2 separate regions of the Mus musculus genome follow, and region 1 is linked to region 2. Evidence: chromatin contacts called from public promoter capture Hi-C data. All regions are on one chromosome and are shown on one strand. Each heading gives the region's core, a stretch centred on a gene start, on an enhancer-like site or on the middle of the called end of the contact. The rest is flanking DNA. Distances are from core to core; before and after follow the strand shown.

Region 1 (2,700 bases), core at 169-2,668, 930 kb after region 2:
TTCAGTATAATATACTGAATCTGGCCCGGGAAACTTCACTCAGATCTAGAGAAGAGGAAGATGTGCTCTTGTCAAGCCTTTATTTTTAGGAGTGGGGAAAGATGGGAAGCCCACAGCAGAGTTGAAAGTCAGGAAAGGTTGTCTGAGTCTATATCACTTCTGTACCCCTTGGCCCAGAGGCTACTGTTCTCTCCTCTCTCTGGAAAGTCGGTTGTGAGTAGATGTTGGGTGACCTACCCAGGCATGGGATGAGAGTCCTTGGACATCTCTGAACTGAGCCACCAACCAGTTAATAAGCCCTTAGTGTCTTGTTTGGCAGAGTCTGTGGGCAGCCAAAGGGGGTCCTGTGGCAGGGTGGCAGGGAGCATTCTCACCACTGTGGGTCAGCGTTGGGGGCTGGCAAAGTGGGGCTCAAGGGCCAACCTGAGCAGGTCCTTGGAATGCTCTTCGAAACTGTGAGTGCTTCTGCTACCAGACATTCAACCCCTTTCTCACTGCATCCTGGAAATGGCACTGCAGCCTTACAGGGGTATTCCTATGAAAAGGGAAGGCTCTGAGAAGGTGGCCCACACGCTGAATGTTACACACAGCTCATTGTTGTAACTACAGCAGGAAGATGCCAGGTCCCACCAGGACAAAAGTGAGTGGTTTATGCTAGACTGAGCTTCCTGCCTCTAGACGAGTCTGACCCGAAGCTGTGCAAGTCCAGGGAGCGGAGGCTTGGGCTCCGTGGCCCGTGTTGTCTGGACAGTAAAGTGGAGCAAAGCAAGAGCTGAGGTATCCCGCTTCCTTCAGTCCCCACATCTGTGCCGCTGGACTCTCTTCCAAGGAACTAGGAGAACCAAGATCCGTTTTTCTGCCAAGGGCTGCCCCCCCCACGCCCCCAACCCCCTCACCCCGATCCCCACAGAAAGAAATCTTGAGGTAGCTGGAGCTTCTTCTGTGGGTGTGACAGGACTGCCATTCTCCTCTGTAGTCTGCAGAAGCCTGCCATTCCACCATTTAAACCTGTGACTCCAGGCCTTAAGCCTGTTGAAGGTCGAGTCCCAGAAGGGTCATATGTGCAACTGCCTAGGGAGAGTTCCCACTCGCAGGGCCAAGAGGAGTCCCCCGGTCTGAGGTGTGGGGGCGGGGACGTGCACTGGGCGCTGGGACCACGGCTGGGGCTCAGGACTCGCGAGCTTGGATTCGGATCGGTTTGCGCGAGCCAGTAGGGCAGGCTCCGGGGTGAACGGGGACGAGGGGCGCGCGGGCACAGGCGGGCGCGTGACCGCGGCGGGGGCGCGCGGAGGCGGGCCGGCCAAGGAGAGGGAGGGAGGGAATGAGGGAGGGAGCGACAGGGGAGGGCGGCGCCGGCAGGTTGGCGGCGGCCGCTATTTGAGCGCAGGTCCCGGGCCAGGCGCTCAAAGCGCTTGGAGCCAGCGCGGCGGGGAGATCGCTGCGCGCAGCCCGCAGAGGCGCTGCGGCCAGTGCAGCCCCGGAGGCCCCGCGCGGAGAAGGAGGTGGAGAAGAGGCCGGCTTTCCGCCCGCCGCCCGCGCCCCCCCACCTCCATCCCGCCGCCGCCGTCCCCCCTCCCTCCCCGCGGCGCCGCATCTTGAATGGAAACATGGCGGTGCCGGCTCGGACCTGCGGCGCTTCTTGGCCCGGCCCGGTGCGGACCGCTCGCCCCTGGCCCGGTCGCGGCCCCCGGCCCTGCCCTGACCCCCGGGGCCCAGCGTCCGGGCCCGCACGCCCGCTCTTGCTCTTGCTGCCGCCTCTGTTGCTTTTACCGCTGCTCACCGCCCCCGGCGCCTCTGCCTACAGCTTCCCCCAGCAGCACACGTAAGTGGCCTCAGCCGGCCGCGGGACCCCGCAGAGCCCCGCGCTCCCTTGCGCCCCTCAGCCCGCGTCTGCCCCTCCACTCTCCACTCCGGGTGTCGGGGCGGGGGCTCTGGTTCCCATGGCATGCTGCAAGTGAGGGTGTCGGCTACAAACCCCCGTGGGCTGGCAGCCAGGGTCCCGGAGCTTCTGGCTGCGTCGCGAAACTTCCTTGCGGTGCCCTGCTTCCCATAGACCGCCCCCACCCCACCCCCTGCAACGGGACAGAGCAAAACATCTTCAAGCTTAGGGATGGGGTGGGGGTCGAGTCTGCCAGTTTATACTCCTGCCACTGTCCGGTGATAGAGGAGCCTGAGGTTGGTCGAGAGAATGGCCAACGACCCCTGCCCGGTAGACTTGGAGCCAGGCATCTGCCCAGTGTTTTATCCCTGGTGGGAACCTGGCGCTTTAGAGTCAGACGTGGGGTTACATCCACACCTGTCTTCTTGGGCCTTTTCCTTGGGGGGGGGGAGCGATACTGGATGCAGAGGGTGCCAGCGCCTTCTTGCTTCGGTCAATGTCACCTGTTCTTGATCGCCCACCTGAGGGGACGTCCCTGGATAGCTCAATAAGGAGGTAAAGGTGCTGGGGTTGGGTCAGAAGGTGAATGACAGGGAGGACCCCTGCCTGCTCCTGATGCTGACACTGTCGCTCCTGCTACCAACTGGGTAATAGCATTTCCAGGTTCTGCCAGCTCTTGCTAGTGGTTATTATGGTCAGTCTGAGCCTCTTCACCTTCCCCAAGATCTGGTAGAGTCGGGCAGATGTGTCTGGATAAGGAGTGGGTATTCTGCATGTGGCCTTTAGGACAACATCTGTTTCTTGACACCGTGCCTTAGCCA
Region 2 (2,726 bases), core at 114-2,613:
CCTCCTTTCCCCAACTCAGAAGAAATGTCTCAGGTGGCCTCTGACACACTCGGGGTCTGTCTTGCCAATTCTCGGGCCTGTTCTGGTGCCTCAGAAGGGCCTAGGACAGGGTCCTTGCGGAGTTCCTGGAGGCGCCGAAGGAGTGTCTGCAGGTGCCAGGCTTGCGATGTGCAGGCTTTCGGGGCCCGAGGCAGCGCTCGGCGGGTAAGGCGGCCCAGCGCCAGGCGCACCGGGCGCTGCAGCAGGCCATAGAGAAAGGGGTGAGCCGCGAAGGCGGAGTAGGCTACCCAGGTGACAGTAGCCTCGGCCGCTGCGGCGCGCGCCGCGGGCGCCAAGCACGCGCAGCCATAAGGCAGCCAGCAGGCTGCAAACTGGCCCACGGCCAGGGCTGGGGCCAGGGCCGCCTTGCCCCCCAGCAGACGTGGCCGGAGGGGCGGCAAGAAGGAGAGGCGACTGTCTAGAGAGTCGGAGCGGGGCCGGGTCCCGCGCGGAGGCCGGAGGGCGGCGCGCCGCGCCACCAGGAAGATGCTACCGTAGGCGGCCAACAGCAGGAGGGCGGGCAGCGCGAAGGCTAGCATCGCCCAGAGCGGCCGGAAGGGCCCGAGCCCCCCGGCCAGGACGGAGCAGCGAGCTGGGGCCGGAGGTGGCGCAGGCGGTGGCCCGAGCAAGGAGAGCGCGCCCAGGAGCGCGGCCGCGGACCACACCGCGGTGAGCACCAGCGCGGGCGCCGGGCGCGCGCCTGGCCGCAGCGGATGCACTATGAGGCGGTAGCGCGCCAGGCCGAGAGCGGCCACGCCGAGCGTGCATGCGGGGAGCAGAGCCGCCGAGAGGAAGCGCGCCGCTCGGCACGACGAGGGGTCCAGGGGCACAGTGCCCAGCCCGGGCGGCGCGGCCAGCAGGCCCAGAGGCATGATGGAGGCAGCCGCCAGCAGGTCCACGACGCACAAGTGCGCTAAGTAGAAGGCATCTTGAAGGTCCGGCGTGCGCAGCACCACCACGAGCAGAGTGCCGTTGCCCAGCACGGCCCCCACCTCTACGAGAACCGCCAGGATAAACCCCACCGAGCCCGCGAGTTCGGTGACGCTGAGCCCCGAGCCGTTGGCCATCTGAACGTTCAGGCTTCACTGGGGTTTGCTAGAGGAAGAGCGGAAATGGAGCCTCTGGCTCCAGGATTCCCATCACCTGTCCCATGCTCCTCAAGACCCCTCACCTCGTAGGCTGCCCAGGAGGTGACTCCAACGCCCAGGCTGCCATCTTCTTGTGGGGTTTGGTGGGCCCTATGGGTGGATGCAAGGCTGAGCCTGGCTCGGCTTTCTCCCCCTGCCCTAGCACAGCTCCAGCCACTCAGCCTCTGTGGAGATGGTACCGGCTGTCACTCTGATGCTCCCCTTTGAAGACACACACAGCTTAGTAAGGGAGGGGCAGGGCCTGGTGCCAGCCCCCTTGGCTCTAACAGCTGCCAGCTGGAGACTGGAGGCTCTTCTGTGAAACTGCCCGAGGGTACAGTTTACTGAGCCTAGACCCATACCCACCTTGCTCAGGAGTGCGACGTGGGGGCAGTTCGGTCAGACATTACTTTTCTCAAGGTAGCCCAGGAATCAGGAAAAACAAAAAACCGAAACTTTAGATGTGCTTGGAACCCCCAGGAGGTCTTGAGGGGAGGAGAGAGAGAAATCTCAGGGCATGGCACATAATGGCTGCTCAGTCAGTGTTACCTTGGCACCTCACCTTATGGAATACTTGTGAAGTGGGGGGCTTAGCAGAAAAATGGATGCTTAGCTGGTCTTGGACTTTGACTGCTGGCAAACCAGCTCTCTTCTAAAGCGCACCCTGCACATGCATCATTAGCACCACCCCTTCCCAACCTCAGAGCTCTGAAGCTTGAGCTAACAAGACCTACCACAAGAAGCACAGGCTCGGGCTGGTGAGATGGCTCAGTGGGTAAGAGCACCTGACTGTTCTTCTGAAGGTTCGGAGTTCAAATCCCAGCAACCACATGGTGGCTCACAACCATCCGTAACAAGATCTGACTCCCTCTTCTGGAGTGTCTGAAGACAGCTACAGTGTACTTACATATAATAATAAATAAATCTTAAAAAAAAAAAAGCACAGGCTCAGTATGTAGCATCTCTGCCTCCCTCCCCCAGGTAGGTGGCTCAAAAGGTAACTCCAGCGGGAGGGGCCCATGCTCCAGTTACAATCACCCAACTTCATGACAACTCTACCTAGACAGTGACAAGGAAGCAGGTGTCTGAAGGGCCTTCTCCCTTGAACCAGACTTGAGTGTCTCCCTAGGCAAACTCCTCAGGATAGAGCTTTCTTTTCTCCCACACCCGATCCAATTGGTCAAAGGTCCAGGGAATCTAGTCATTTCTTATCACCAATACCGCTGCCCCACCAACCCTGCTGCCCACTCAGAGCGTCTGTCCCAGCATTCCCCTAACTGGCCTTGCCTTTTTTGCTCCCGAGTCTCAAACTGCTCAGCTGATTTGTCCTTCGGTCCCTTCTCCACTCTACCTTCCTGTTCTCGACCTTCCCGGGCTTCGCTGGGGGAATATTCAGCCAACGGAAGTTCCCAGCAGAAAACTAGAGAGTGGGAAGAGGGAGGAAGCTATGATGTTTCCCCTCACAGCTTAGCCTAAGCCTCTACAGCCCTCTGTGGGAGACAGCCTCCAGCCTGAAGCTATGGCTTCCCTCATGGAGGCTCTTCTGTGTTCTCGTTCGTG

Evidence for each region. Promoter capture Hi-C pulls out the DNA fragments that hold promoters and counts their contacts.
Region 1: a contact with region 2 is called in a promoter capture Hi-C map of hippocampal neurons, with 2.2 times the contacts expected there. The contact joins the promoter of Cacna2d2 here to the promoter of Gpr62 in region 2. A contact is called at or near these places in 1 of 39 promoter capture datasets (hippocampal neurons) and 1 of 115 datasets of contacts at active chromatin or transcription factors (embryonic stem cells).

Annotation. Positions count from the first base shown.
Region 1 is chr9:107,398,462-107,401,161 of GRCm38.p6, forward strand. It overlaps Cacna2d2 (calcium channel, voltage-dependent, alpha 2/delta subunit 2), which reads left to right and starts at 1,419. Exons shown (of 38, transcript NM_001174049.1): 1 at 1,419-1,822. The coding sequence starts at 1,608.
Region 2 is chr9:106,464,622-106,467,347 of GRCm38.p6, forward strand. It overlaps Gpr62 (G protein-coupled receptor 62), which reads right to left and starts at 1,364. Exons shown (of 1, transcript NM_001159652.2): 1 at 1-1,364. The coding sequence starts at 1,106. The coding sequence ends at 30.